2 separate regions of the Anas platyrhynchos genome follow, and region 2 is linked to region 1. Evidence: chromatin contacts called from public Hi-C data. All regions are on one chromosome and are shown on one strand. The core of a region is the stretch at or near the end of the contact, and the rest is flanking DNA. Distances in the headings are between cores, read along the strand shown. Region 1 overlaps LOC113839597 (a long non-coding RNA gene). Region 2 overlaps AFG2A (AFG2 AAA ATPase homolog A).

The links. A called contact is a pair of places that touch in the nucleus more often than the background predicts.
Region 2: a Hi-C map of subcutaneous adipose tissue shows a contact between it and region 1, with 5 times the contacts expected there. The contact joins two enhancer-like sites. A contact is called at or near these places in 4 of 8 Hi-C or Micro-C datasets (liver, skeletal muscle and subcutaneous adipose tissue).

Annotation. Positions count from the first base shown.
Region 1 is chr4:45,714,544-45,722,220 of IASCAAS_PekinDuck_T2T, forward strand. All of the region lies in intron 3 of LOC113839597 (a long non-coding RNA gene), which reads left to right. It overlaps LOC106015746 (a long non-coding RNA gene), which reads right to left and starts at 411. Exons shown (of 4, transcript XR_005265622.2): 1 at 91-411. Within about 2 kb of position 4,753, at least 1 of the 8 cell types and tissues checked has an H3K27ac peak or open chromatin away from gene starts, as enhancers often do. A contact at or near this core is called in subcutaneous adipose tissue, where this site is marked.
Region 2 is chr4:46,197,339-46,205,015 of IASCAAS_PekinDuck_T2T, forward strand. The region is part of intron 14 of AFG2A (AFG2 AAA ATPase homolog A); the gene reads right to left. Among named protein-coding and RNA genes, the nearest start is that of NUDT6, 70 kb to the right of the region's middle. Within about 2 kb of position 3,488, at least 1 of the 8 cell types and tissues checked has an H3K27ac peak or open chromatin away from gene starts, as enhancers often do. A contact at or near this core is called in subcutaneous adipose tissue, where this site is marked.

The sequences.
Region 1 (7,677 bases), core at 3,503-6,002:
CCTTCCGAGCAAACGGGAGGGAGGGGGAGAAATCTTCATATAAACCTGGAAGGAAAACGCAAAATACACCCTAGAAGCATGTCGGCTTACCATTCCCCTGTCCTGCTGTCACAGCTGGGCACGGTGGCTGCTGCCTGTGGAGAGACTCTCCTTCCTTTTGCTGGGGCAACCAGCCTGAGCTGCGATGGATCAGCGTGTGCTCGCTGCCACGGGAGGCGTTCACCCTGGCTCCTGGTTGCTTTCCTGGCTATATATATGCTCTGACTGAGCCAATTAAAAAAAAGTACGGACCTAGTTTGAAACCAACTCCAGCTTTCCCTAGGTCAGCTTTGTTATTTATGAAGCAGCTCAAGTCTGGAGAGTGCTTTCCAGAACATGTTGAAGACCCAGCCTCCTGCTCCTGAGGGATCGAGGCTGTAAGGTCTTACCATTTCACAGTCCTTGATTTGCATGCGTGGGTACGGTCACTGACTCACCTACCTTAACTGTGCCACCAGCACAAACTGCCTTCAGGGCCAGAGCTTAGCTCTGGACACTCTGTGGTAAGAGATGCAGGAAAAGTGGTGGGAAAGTAAGGAAAACACCCACATGCGTTTTCTGCAGTTGCTGAGTTTTGGCATGTGCCCATTGCAAGTGATCTAGAGGAAGGGAGTTAGGGTTTTTGTGTTTCTAATTTATTTTTTTTTTTTACTGTTGTTTCTGATAGCTGAGAAATGGAGATGTGGAGGAAGCTTCAGGAGGCAACAATAAAGCATCCAAAGTGGGGCCCGTCCCTTTCTCCCTCCCTTTTATTTACTTCCTTCCAGTGGTGGCAAACCTTAGAAGGAAAAACCTATATCCAATCAGTCCCCTACCTCTTTTAGGATTTCCTTTTTTTTTTACAGCTGGCCAAGTGTTTTGTTCTCTGCTACATGCTCTTCCAGAGCAGGAAAATGCATGGCAAGTTTTAAAAGCCCAGGGCAGAGTTGGTACTTCCCCTTCTCGCCTTCCTTCATCTGCTAAACTTCCCTGCACGAGGAGCCTCTTCCTTAAACGTGCAGGGAGCAGTTCAGGCCAAAAGACTGAGAGGAGAGGCGGGGGGTTAATTTGGTTTATTGTTTAGGGTAGGCTGCCTAATTTTAAGTGAATGGCCATTTGTTATATTAGCTGATGCATATTTTGATATCGTAATTTGAATTATGAGAGACTCTGGTGCCAAGATTAGCATCATAAAGTGAAATAAAGTAAATAAAAAGGGTTAAAAAAATAATCAGCCAGTCCAATTAAAATTGTGGCTGTCTGGAGCCATGGAAAAATGTAGCATAAACAGAGCTGCAAGATTTGCAGGGTGGAGCTGGCATGGCAGCAAGGTGTACAGGTACATACCTGTCTCTCTGATTTGGCCCAAACAACCCACAGTGTGCTCCTTTTGGGGATCAGAGAACAAAAGTCAGGCAATCGCTGCTGAACTGTGGGAGAAGCAAATTCGCACAGAAGGAGTACCTGTTCAAACAGTCCCTGCTTTACCGAAATGTCTCCCATCTAAAGACTTTTAGCTTCTGTGCTTATCAGTTTATTGTTGTGCTTGCTGGCAATTAGTGATCCACTTCACCCCTTGCGAGCTCACATCATCACTGAGCTAACCTGACAAGATAAACTCAGTGCTTAAAATTCCATTTCCAGTCACAGAGATGTACCCCATCCTGTCATCTTTTGAGCGGACATTTTTTGAAGTTGTACGGAATACCGCCATATTAGGTTAAGCCTGGAAGGCATGCATTTAAAGGGAAAAGCCTGCGTTTCTGAACAGCGTGACAGTTTATATTTTTCACATTGGAATATTTTCAAAATAACTATTTTCTAATGGTCTTACACACTTTACATTTGCTCAGTTTTCTTATTATGCACTTCACAACCTTTTACTTTTTTCCTTACCCTTTACTGCACTTTGTGCAATTAAGCCTAGAATCAGTAAAAAGTAAAAGTACTTACATGCATATTTTACTGTAAGCTTGTACCTGGTCCACTTGAAATGAGTGGGTATTAAGGTCTTGCCTAAGTGCTCCATTAAATCATAACCAAGATCCTTGTTCTTAGGCATTATTACTATGAGGACAGGATATTTCACTGTGCTTGGAGATCTTCAAAGCTACGTAGACCTTGCATCAATATGGACAAGCCAGGTTTGCTCATTGGCAGCATTTTCTTCTGGGGTACATTTAGGAAAAAAAAGTCAAAAGGAAAAAAAACAACTGTTGAGACTTCACTGGCATGCAGATTTCTGGATGGCCATGCTGACTCAGCTGGAGACAAACCTGGTTTATAGGGCTGTGAAGTGTCACACACTCCTAAACACATGAAAAGCAACCACTGCAACTCCCTGGTCTGAAATGCAGAACAGAAGCATCTCCTCTTGCAAAAAGATGTTCTTCCCCTCCGTGGCATGACAGAAATACTGCTGGGATAGTAGCATCATATGGTGTGTAGTGTTTCCCAACCAGCTCGCTGTCAGCTCACTAACAAGGGAGAGCTTACTGCGCAATCCTGTGCTAAAGGTGGCCACCACAGCCAGCTCCCTGGGAGCTAGTGGCATGGTGTCCCTTCTCTGAAGCACAGATACCCAAAGTGGTGTCTCTTGGGCAAAATCTGGTGAAATGAGCAAGGGTTGAGAGCTCTCCTGTGCTTGGAACAATCTTGGAGGCCTTTGGAGAGCCAGAACAGAGGCTTAGTTACTTTTGGGGAGTGTGTGATCCAGTAGTGTTTTGTATCTAACTGAGAATTAAGGCATTATCAAAGCTCAGCGTCTGTCTGTCCCTTCTTCAAACTGGTCTTTTCCTTACACCATTATCGCTTTTCTGTGCATTGTCCTGAACTGGAATGCTTATGAAAAACATGATATTCTTATTCCCTTCCTTCTCATCTGAATTTGCTGTATGAACCAAGTCAGCAAACACCCAAATGCTCTTAGACAAAGTCTTTCATGTAGGTAACAGTGGACTTTTTTTTTTTTAGGAGGGCAGTCTGCCAAAGGGTGTCCAATATAAGCTCTTGTAGACAGCAGTTTTTCTACATAGAGCTGAGTTGACAGCTTTCCTCCTGGGATAATCACAATCTTCATTCTTCTGGGACAAAATTGCTTCTGACAGTATAAAACCCAGGACATCTTTGATGTAAGATCTGACTCAAACACATGAATGGTGAGACTACAGAGTCATCCCATTCAAGAGAAAAGGTTAGTGGTGGAAGTGGGATCAGAGGTGCCAGCTGAATTAATCAGACTGGTAAAGTGTGAGGAAGTATCAGTCTATAAAGCTGCCTAGTAAATCTGAGTGCACAGCGTTTGAAGAAAAGTGTCTTTGGACACTAAGCTGGGTGTCAGACTGGGAATAGGCCCTCTGTGTGCGTAGCCCTGTCCTGTTGATATATGCATGCTGCGCTGCATTAAATATTTTGAATGAGCATTTCTCAAAAAGCCCATCTGAACCTTTCGTGCTTGTTGACACAGCGTAATACCCAGCGGCGCGTTGCTCTCCCGCTTTGTCCTCCTTTGGTGGTGAGGCCCCTAGGAGCTGCTGTCCAGGGTGCACCTGCAAGACTTGGCTCTGTTCCCTCACCCTGCCCCGCGGCTGGTCTGCAGAGGGGGGTCCAACAACAGCTTGAGTTTGTTGAGATAACTGTTAATTTCCCCAGGGTGGGACCAGAGGATCTAGAGGAGGATCACACAGCAAATGTTTTGCAGGGGTCATAGTAGCAAGCACTACTATGTTTTTCTTAGAACTTTACTACTATGTTTTTCTTACAAGTTTTTTTTTTTCTCCTCCTTATGAGAAAAACCACTGGGTGGCTCTGTCGGGGAGGAAGTGTGGGTGATATTTCTGTATCTGTGACCATCCCCCAGAAACTGATCTTGTGACTGAGGGAAGGCTGTGCTCCTGAAAAGGGGGAGTCCTGCTCCTGCAGGAGGGGGAGGCCTTTCAGGAGGCTCTCTTCTCATCTCCATCCATGGGCTGGTGGCTATGTGCCACTGCTTGAGCTGCTGTGCCCTAGAGAAAGCGAGGACCCAGGTCCTGTGCGAGTCCCTGGAGCTAAAGTTCATGGGTCTACGGTGTTTTTACGTGACCTGAGATTTCAGTCTGGGCGTCCCGTGCTGTCCAAGCTGCAGTGTTCACCACCACCACGCAGTTCTTACCCCAGTCTGCTTCTGTGTTAATCTGTCCTTCCACTTACTGCTGCCTCTTTCTGTTACTGCAGCATGGCAAGGTGACCAAACCCTGCCTGTGCGCTGTGTGGTGTTGCAGCATGGCAGTGCCTTGCAATCCCTGCCGTGACTCCAGGGAGAGCGTGTTCCCACATGCCTGACAGACCCAGCACCGGTGGGAAGTTAATGAAGGAACCTGGGAGGGTTTAGCTGGTGGTACAGAGCACTGCTCTCACCTCCACGTGGATGTGAGGGCTGTGCAGCTCTCCTGTCCCTGCATGGCTGCAGGTTTGTTTCAGCAATGCTGGGTGGGCTGCGCGATAACCAAAGGCACAGCAGCTAAACGAGACACGCGGTGCCCCACGCCTTAGCAGCCTGGCGAGCCTGCATTTGAGCACCGCTTGCTGTAAAAGGCTGGGAGATAAGACCGAGCATCTAACCCAGAAGCACAAAAGGCAAAGGGCTGTTTTGTGAGCCTTGCAGCGAAGAGCCGGCCGCAGCTCACCAGGGGGCGGTGGAGGCTGTGAGTCCCGGGCTGGCCCCGCAGCCCGGCAGCGGCAGGGGGCACTCGCGGCACGGCCGGGGGCTCCCCACCGCATCCCTGCTGCATCCATCCCCATCGCAGCCCTGCCCTTCTCCCCTTCCCCGCTCGGCGTCGCCCGGCCGCGATGCTCGTCCTGCTCCGGGAGCAGCTGCAGATTTGGGGGGCGCCCGCGTAGCTAAACTAAGGACCGCCGGGTCTCTCCGGCCACCTTGCAGCAGGAATGGAATAGCCAGCAGCTATAAGCTTTGCAATGTGTTGCAGGTTGTTTTCCTTCTTGTTTTTTTTTTAAACTCACTTTTCTTCGTATTACTCTGTGTTTAACCACATGTGCCTTAGCATCCCTGCAAATCTGCCCTAGAAAAGTAACGGAGACTGAGAAGCCAGACAGGAGAAAGCCTGCAGAAATCACTCATACTGACAAGGCATGCACAGGCTTCCCTATACACATCGATATTTCTGCAGCAGGTCTTGAAGTCCTGATTTCTCAAAGAAATGTCTACTCCTCAAGTTTGCTCAGTGCCTTTGTCTCTTATTTGCACTGCTTCCTCCTACGTGCTCCCTGTTCTCTGCTCTCAGCAAGCACAAAGCAGCCCCTGTTCCTTGGTTCAGCACAGCATCTAAGCATGCAAGTAATTTCGTCTCTATTCAGCAAAACACTTAGCCACATGCTTACCTTTAATTATGTACTTAAACCAAGGACTTGTGAACTTGCGTAATGCTCTTATTCTGGGCTCACATTGGACAGCATAGGACTTAACGAGATGCTTAAAGTTAAATAAGTACTCAATGATTTCCTGGATCAGGACCTAAAGAGAAGATTGCTCCACCTGATATTTAAAATTAGATTGTTTAATTTCAAAGTCAGGACATTTCCCCGAAGTCACATCAATTTGCCATAAATAGTTCTGGGAGGCAGTGCCCTTGGGGTCTAATCCAGGCCCCTTTGATCATACTCCCGTTGACGTCAGTGGATTTACATCGGGCCCTGGGTCCCCACAGAGCAGAGGGAAGGAAGGAAGCAAGGAAGGAAGGAGGCAGCTGAGATCACACCCTGTTGCCTGACCCCCAGAGTGATGCTGATGAGAGTCGGCAAGGAAGGCTCACAAGCCTCATCTCCCCTTGGCTGGGAGAAGACCGCAGGAGAGCAGCAGGGTGAGAGCAGCACTGAGCCCTGCAGAAGCCAGGGTGCCTGAAAATATGCACCTACTTCCTCTCTTTAAGTCCTATGCCCCAAATAAAAGATCTCTATTTTGTATGCTCAGACAAAACGTGATGTGTGCTGCATTCCTGTGCACTGCATTTGCTCCTGGAATTAGATGCATTGCATGTAAGCTTTAAATAAGGCAGAGACTTTTGTGTGGGAAATCCAGGGAGCTGACCACTGCCCGTATAAAGTGAGTGTCTGTAGCTGTCATCCTCTGGCACAGACATGGCTTTTGAAGAGCCATTAGTTCTGTTCTCTTCAAAGAGGTGGAATGGATAAATGAGCAAATAAACTGAATTAAAACATATCCATAAATTTGTACAGATTTGTGTGCCTCTAGATGGTAATATATTCATCTACTTCAGGGGAGAAAAAAAAAGGTAAAAAATTGAGTTTGTTTTGGTTTTAAGTGTCTGAGTACGATACTGGAACCATCTTAAAACACACTAAGTACAGCTCAGTGAGGAATTCACACATAATTGTGTGCTCAAATGCTAGCTTTTTTCTTCATGCAAAACATCTATCATCAGAAAGGGGAAACCATCTCATTTAATTTGCATTCCAGGTTACTAAGGAATTCTTTAGTTTGTTGCAGTAAGCCTGTGCAGTGTTTTGCTTAGCTACAGAAGCCAGAGGCAGTTTGTATAATTCCCGTTTCCTGGTTATGTGACATACATAAGTGAAGGGGCAGAACTCGGATAGCTCAATTTACGACTGGATGCAGGGTTTGAAGAGCTATTCCCAAAATCAGAACTGTGAAGGAAGAGCATCTCTGAAGATCAGCTTGTTCTCACCTTCTGTCCTGGTGTTCTTGTGAAAGACCCCTTCATTTATACCTCCAGTTTGTCGTATATGGAGGTTGAATAATAGTAGCTGGTTTTTATTAACAGGAATATGTTTGCAGTGTGTTTTAAGTTGTGGTCAGTGCCTAACACAATCCAGTTCTTCATCTTGCAGTTCTGAGACACTGGAGAAGAGCAGAAGCTCTTCTCTGGGGACCAGTCCCTAGGAAGCATAGGAAACAAATGTCCTGGACTCACTCTTCTGACAGATCCAGTATACGTTCTGCCCTTTTTGGCAGCATTTGCCACACAATGCCTTTTTCCTTACAATTTTCCCTTCAGTCCATTCCTTAGTTTTTCTTCCTTTTCATAGGAGACATTTCCCTTCTACTGTCTGCAGGAATTTTCCTTTCTACTCTTTCTTGCTTCTGCCCCTTCCTCTGCCCTTTATTGTATTCCCTCCCTTTCCTTGTGTCTTTCTGACCACCTTCAGGATCACCTCCCTTGCCTCTTCAGCTGTGCCTTGCTCTGCAAGAAGAAATATCTTGCTGCCTTCTTCCACAGTCTACAAAAGCTGTTTCCAACTCCCCCTTGCCCCGGACCCCACCCCACAACAGATGTCAGGCATCCGAATACCGCCCATCCCCTAGGCTGGGTGCAGGTGGCAGTCGCAGAGCAGATCCTCCCCTCGCTTGCCCTAGCTGTAACCAGCAGGAAGGAAGCAGCTGCTTGCTCTGCAGCTTCTCCTGGCTGCCTGCACGGCTGCCTTTCCCTCTTTGCCCCTGCCAAGGTAAGCACCAGCTCCACTGCTGGCTGCGATACCAGCAGCGGAGAGCTGAGCCTCCCCAGGTCTCTGGCTGCTTTGTCTCCTCATCTCCCTGCTTGAGACTTAAAATATAGAAGGTAGAGGCCTCTTGCAGTGCAAGTAAAATTAGTTGGTCCCTTAAAAGCTTATGTCTGTTTTGCAGTT
Region 2 (7,677 bases), core at 2,238-4,737, 480 kb after region 1:
AGTACAGTAAAATTATAGTACTATAAAAGTGTCACAACTATTTACAAAAGGATGCAAATAAAAATACCATATAAGAGTGAACATTCTTCAGCCACTTAGCTAGTATCCTACAAAACAGCAGGATTAAAAAGTTTAAAATGAATAAAAATATCTTTTTTTATAAGCATTAAGCACTGAGTTAGAGAAACATATTTTTAATATAAAAAACAACTAATTAATAAAAAACATATTACCCCATTGTGAGACAGACACTCCAGGCATAAAAGTAAAGCTCTTTCCCCACACATGTGGAATAACAAAATATTCTCAAATAGACAGACTTCTAGAATACAAGTAAGGCAACCCAATCACCAGTTTGTTCTTTGCAAAACAGCCACAGCTGCAGTAAAAAAAAAAATATAAAAAAATCAAGAGCTTCCTAAGTACAAAGACGTGCAATAAAACCACATGCAAATCCCAGATGGGCAGAAATCAAGGCTCCTCTTCTCCTAAGGTCTGACAAACCTATATCTGTTTACCAATGCATAAGAACATCTCTTCTGACACAACTCAGTCACACAGTCTGCCTTTCTCTACTGTCTTTTACGTGCACAGTATTTTGAAATCTTCATGCAAGCTAACAGATTGAACTTTGGTTTGACTGCCATCTGCTGATCCCACGTTTTGTGAACCTGAGACATCATTTGAAAATGTGCACAAAGCTTTCAACATGTTCTATGTTTTCTTCTTCCAGATCTTGGTTACAAAAAAATAAATATGGAGAATTAGAGGTAGAAGGTATTTATGTTTAAAGATAAAGTAGACCAACTGTCCTGATATCGGTTATGTTTTTGCTAATTTTCAGACAAACAACAAACACAAACAATAACTGTGTGCATGAATACAATGACTATGGAAACAAAAGCATCTAACAAGTCCATCGTGATCATGAAACAGAGAATCAGGTACAACAGCTGCTTCTGAAAGAAAAACCTAACTGTAGCAACTATTAAAAAATAATGAACACATAAAATAGTAATAGGCTACCTGACTACCTTCATACTCCTCTGCAAGGGTGAAAATCACAACAATCTATTTGGCCACAAAAATATTTGATACTATATAAAGTCCTAGTTTCATTGCATTCAAATGAAAAAAAATAACCTCACACACAAAATAACAAATTCACTTTGAGGACTCTCTCATTTTGCTGTTTTCATTCCTTCAAAACAGCTTATACTTCTTGAAGAACTGAACAGGTTGCTGATCCTGAAATGATGGGATCAAGATGAGAATACAATCCAACCCACCAGCCCATTTGGGAGTGACCATACCGTGGATGAGGACAGGACTTCAAAAGGTTTTTCTAACCAAAAATGTTTTTAAGAGTATAACACACCATTATGTTCATATTACTAGTGCTCAAGGATGAAACTGAAGTAGTAAAATGTTTATTCTCCTGTTCCATGTAGGAATGGCTGTCTTGGCTACACAACTTTAGCTTCTATAAGTGTCAGCATGTAGAAAAATCAAGTGAGTATATGTATCCAAGTAGACAGCATTAAAACCAAAGGGGTTCAGAATTGCCAAAAACAATGGCTGTTTCAACCCAGTCTGTATCCATGGTATATTTTTGCCTGATCTGATACTAACCCTAGCCACCTTTTTCTGGTTCCCAAAAGTACAGTTCTGCAAACATTCAAATATCTGCTTAGCTTTAAAGTAAAACATATGCAGAAATGATTCCTGCATTGGAAAAAAAAAAAACAAAAAAAAAAAAAAAAACACAATCTTTCACTTACAGGAAAAGAAAACAGTTACAAAGGTTTGAGTGTGGACTGAAGGAGTTCCAACAAATTTACCAAAGTCCCAGGTTGAGATCTTCTGTATCAGTATTTCTGTAAGATTCATCTGAATAAAAAGAAACTCATGGAAATCTCACCACCAAAAAAAAACAACAGGCTGACATTTGCATAAGGAGTTCAGATTTTTCTACAAGCCCAGAACTTCAGGTGGCACGCCAGGTACACAAATGCTGGTGATTCTGAATGAAACCACAACTCTTATTCTCTTAGAACAGTACTAATTAAAATAATTTCATTTAAAATTTATTCAGTGTCTCAGAACATTAATGGTCCAATTCAAATTTTGTCTTTTTTAAGAACTTAAATTACTTGTGTTGTCACAGCATTGCTGGCAGATCACATAAGAACACACAGTGTTTTATGAAAATGTGTCTGCTTAAACAATTTCTTTATTTGTGAAGTGGCATCTTATGTGAAACATATTCTGTTTTCATGTTCAAAACAAAGATGAAACAGATTCCTGTTCTCTGTAAAACCTGCAAATGATCTAGTACCAAACCTACAAACAAACCTTTGATGCTGGGCAGGGAGGGTTCTTTGCTTTTCAGTCTCTGTCCACTATACATAAAAGTAACCCAAAAAAGAGCATACTTGGAAGCAAGAGGATTCCCCTTCAGTCATGACTCAGACATAGTGGGACTGCAGAGTCATAGAAAAGGGAAGGGTTTTGTTTTTTATGAATGTTAACCAGCAATACTCTTGAGAAGCAGTCACAGAAGAGCACCTAATGCCTCAGTTGTAGTCTCTACAGCAGTTACATCTTGCTTTCATCACGATTGTGATCACTCTTATCTAGGATGCACACAGGATACAGAGGTCTTCAATAAGAAGGTGTCATTCTTCTACAGCTGCTGTGCTAGCCGTCACTGCAGCAAGGAGCACAGCCTATTTCCTCTTCACACCTACCCCTTACACAGTTCCTGCCCTCAGCAACGCTTCTAGGAGAGCAGGCAGATGAAGCAATACCATAAAACACCTCCCTGTTCATGTGAGAGTCTGCATTCTGATAGTAAAATGCACGCACAAGCATGACAAAAAAATACACTAGTTATTTTCTAAACAACAAACAAGTGCACTATTTAGCATACACCAGCACTAGCCAAGCCAGACTTTTCAGTTAAAAAAATCAAGTGTTTGACTTGAATTCTGCCGCACAAAACCAAGCCATTAGGAGTAAAATCCTGTGAAGACAATGTTTCTGGGTGAAGAATGTGATCTGCACTCTAGCTCTCCTGGGGACCACATTGCTTCTAAGCATAGGCAAGGAAGTTCAGAGAACCACAAAGAGGAACCAGTGGGGAAATTTAGGATGAAGCCAGTTACATTTCCTCACACCCACTCTAAAGGCATCATTAGCGCATGAAGACAAAACAGAAGCTCAGATATCAGATTGAAATAGTACTTAAACACTAAACCAAGTATTTAAAGACTTTAACACACTTCAATATTTAATGTATGAAAGAATGTGTTCCAATTTAAAAGAGAGAATTTTGTAAGCTAGCGCAGAGTACTTGCATTCCTTCATAAAACTAAAATAAATGGCCATTTTATAAGTGCAGTAACATGTTCCAAGGTGTGCGTTTGCCAATTACACACACCTCATATGTTGACTGATGAACACACACACCCTGGCGTGTGTTCTTGCTTACATATCTCACGTGCCTCCCTGTTAAGTAATGGAATAAGACTTGCCTCGCAAACTGGCTAACGCTGCCTCTTCTCGCTCGGTGACTTCTGCAGAAAATATTCACGGCTAAGAAAAACAACTTCTGCAGCACAGTTAAGCTATTTACAATCTGAAATATACTCTCTCTGTCTACAAGACCCAATTCTGTGCTAGCCTCCATTTGCTGTACCATTGTCAGGCGTGCTTTTTCCCCCCAGACTGGGCTGGCATTCAGCATTTTTCTGCACTGGAGCCCACCACAGAGACATGGGTTTTCTTACAGATACCTTTTTCTCACACCAGCTAGTTGCCCCCACTGGCTGGCTGTTTCACCACTACCACCTTCATGAAAAGATGGGCACGCTCATGTTCTCCACACAATGACAAGCTAGACTATGGTATGAAGACAGCCTCCTTCTAGAATATTTTTCCCCTTTGAAAAAAACAAAACAAAAAACTTTTTTTCTTGTTTTGTTTTTCTTATACTTGAAATAGCAGGCTTATTTTGAATAAATGCTGACTAGTGTGCAATTGCTCTAACAGAAAAGTATGCTTTGTAGAAAACAATAGATTTCTCAGCCTGCTGGAAGCCAATCCATGGTTTTTTTTTTCAGTCAAAAGACTTAACTCCAGAGATATAAACACCAGAACCTGCACCTCATGTGGTCATTTCTGACAGTAAGACAGAGTAAAAAGAAAACACATTGCTATGCTTATTGTTTTTCTCCCCTTCCTTTTTGGAACCTTTGTACAATAGAGTGAAGGAATTCAAATTCTCCAAGTTCATTATATTGTGTGATGCTTTATCTCTCACTCTGTTTTCAGCAAGTCCATCTGTGCTTCTCAGGAACTGTCTTCAGCTATCAGCATGCACTGGCAGGGAAGGGGCCTTTCCTATGTTATCTCTCTATAGAAACACAACACAGATCCTTTTGTCTCATCTATTTTTCCTGTATAAAATTTACATCTCATTTATCAAGGTTAATACCAAAGAAATGATATAATACAGGAGCCATGACTTTTGATGAAACTGATGTTACCTTTGATTCAAAGTAACAAGGAGGAAGACTGAGGGTGAAGAACCCTCCAACAATCTCAGGAGACTTTGCAACATTCAATAAAAGTAAATGTGAAGTGATGAAGATGGGAAATTCAGGCTTCCGTTCACATGTAAAAGAAGAGCCTCTCAGATGAACCATTACCACTTCAGAGACAGACTTTCTAGTTTTAACAGTCATGAAAACTTCAGCGTGATGCTTGGCTGCAGTCAAACAAGCAAATCAAGTGTTCAAAATTGCATACTGATAAAAGAGTAAAGAACAAAAACAGAAAGCACCACTATGCACCCATACAAAACCATGTTTCACCCATTCCTTGGACATTGTTTGCAGTCACTCAAATGTATGCATTTCTCTCAAAAAGGATATAGCAGATCTGGAAAAGGTTCAGGAAAGGGCAGCAAGGATGACCGAAGACATAAAAAAGCTTTGGTATAAGGAACAGTTGGCTTTCCTCTCATTTTGCACAGAGCCACCTTGCTCACCTATTCCAGTTTTTCAGAAGTTGACTTATTTTAACGAAAGGATTACATAACTTCATAGCAAGGTGGAAGGGTGTGCACAAGGGAAAGGTAAAGTTTCAGATTTGCATATCAGCTACTCTGAGAGCCAACTGCTCTGCTAGAAACAGAGCACAGAGAAATATACAACTGGGAAACAGACGCATAGCGTGGATTGAAAAGCATAAATCCTGTGTCTTCTGTGAGAAAATAAAAATCATCATCAGCTCTGTTTGGAAACACTCGAGAATACCCACAGAGCTGTTTTGTTGTTGTTTATTGGTGGTGGTTTTGTTTTTTGTCATTTTTTTTTTGACTTGTTGATGAAACATCGACAAGAGCACTGCAGTGATGTTTCACTTTATCTCTTCCATCTGTGAAGTGATAGGTACTTACTTTGCCTTCCCTTCTCTTAGCAGGGTTCTGGAAGGTATTCTGGCAAGCAACACAGAACCATATTCATATACACATGCCATAGTGTCTAAGCCAGCAATGGCTGCAACCCTCTGAAGAAACAGCCCGGTGTTTCAACAGGTTTATTTACCTCTATTTATCATCATACTTCATTAGTTCTCTGCCTCTTTGTCTTCACCTAAAAAAAAAACCCTCTGGTGGCACTGAAACAAGTTCTGTCATCCTTCTCTATCATCTTGCCAACCCAGTTTCCAAACACAGTTTCCAAAGCAAAACTCCATGTACAGGAAAAAACAAAGCAGATGTGGGGAAAAAAAAAAAAGAAATGGAGGGGCATAGGAATGAAAAAGACTTGTTTTTACAAAGTTACAGATGCTGATATGAGTTTACAGGGAAAAATACCAGTAGTTAGCAGTGTGAACTTAATGTGTACAATTAATTTCAAAACGGATTTTTCTCTTCCCCAAAATATCTTTTTATAATATGTTTTTTATGTTGGAATTATAATTTAGAATGAAGATATTAATGGAAAAATGAACTCTGCATCCTATCTGAAGTAGCAAGAGCTGTTTTAAACTGTTTTCTGTATGCCTGGCATAAACATGCTTCTCTGTAACACAAAGCTTAATTCACCATGGATGGTGTGCACTTGCAATTACAACAAAAGAAGTAACTACACCCTGTTTAATTAAATTCTTCAGGTAAGTAAGAACGTGTAACAGACTCAAGCCCCGAAAGGAGCAGTCACTTCAGATTTTCAGAAGTGAAGAGTGGACTCATATCAACCATTGCTTGGCATCACTGAATCAAAATACTCATTTGGCTTTCAGACACTTCTCTCTCAATTGACTTCAAAGACCTTGTAGTCTACATGGTTTTCTAGGCTACTTCAAAAATTTAGGAAACTTGTGATTCTGAAACAGTTTCTACAGTTGTAAATACATCAAATACACGGAGCTTCAAATAAGGTTTTGTTATTAAACTGCATTGGCATATGCAACCCTGAGGTACTCTGGTGACCTACAAAATCATTCACCAAGCTTGCACTGATCACAAGAGATGTTAATGTCTCATTTGTATGAGAACAGAGCCCTAGGTTTGTGCTCCTGCACATATGCATAACAAACCTTCCACATACCTTATGAAAATGATATACTATGAATCAATGACTCAGATCGTTCCTTTTTTCTTTAATACTATATTATTACAGTACTGAGTTCATTTAGTTTGATGTTAAAGTCTTTTTAATAACTAAGATCTTACAGAAAGAACACGTTTTTCTTAAACAAACCCATTCTCTTTTGTTGTTATACTTACTGCACACGAATGGTATTTCTACTTGTGCCTAAGCAGTACATGTCAGATGTACAAGACATCAGCTTTTATCACTGCTGGAGCAAATAAAATGTAAAGTTGGAGCTCTTTCAACATGAAAAAAAAAATCAGCTAGTGGAAACTGCCTATAAAGTCCTATTTTTCTTTCTCCCCATAGAAATTTCACAAAAAATATACTACTCATCAACTGAATGGGCTAATGATAACATCCAATATCCATAAAGTACCTTAACCAAAAAGCTTACTGATATCCTTACTGAGAAACAAGTGCATATCAACTAATCCCTACATTCAACAGCTCTTCGGAGTCCCTTACTAATGTAAAAAGTTTGATCGTGTTCCAACTTGCTCATTATAAAGCTCTGAGGTTCAGAGATTTTCTAAGCCTAAAACTAAAACATAAGAGGTCACCACCTTAACGTGTACAAGCAAACAGTGAAACTGTACACCAGCCACCTCCTGCTCCTCTCTCCCAGCACAGTCCCAAGCTGTACTCAGGTGTGATGAATACAAAACCCGGGTTACGGACAATGCTAAGCCTTCTGCTTCACCATGACTTCCATTTTTACTAAAACATTTTTCACTCTATTAGGAGAGAGAGAAATATCAGCACTTATTATTATGTAAAATGATGGGTGACTTCTATAAGGTCACGCATTTAGTAGTTTATGCTATTATGAGCTTTGACCTTCTTGTCCTTTCCAAACTGGCTGCCTGCCTTCAACTGATTTGTTTTGTAATGTTCCAGTCAAAACATTTCAGCTGTTGCATGAGAAGGAGACCAGGAAAAATATGTCGCTTTGTTTATAATTTTTAAAACTTAATAAAATGACTTCACCCTAACCTTTGGAGGGAGGTCT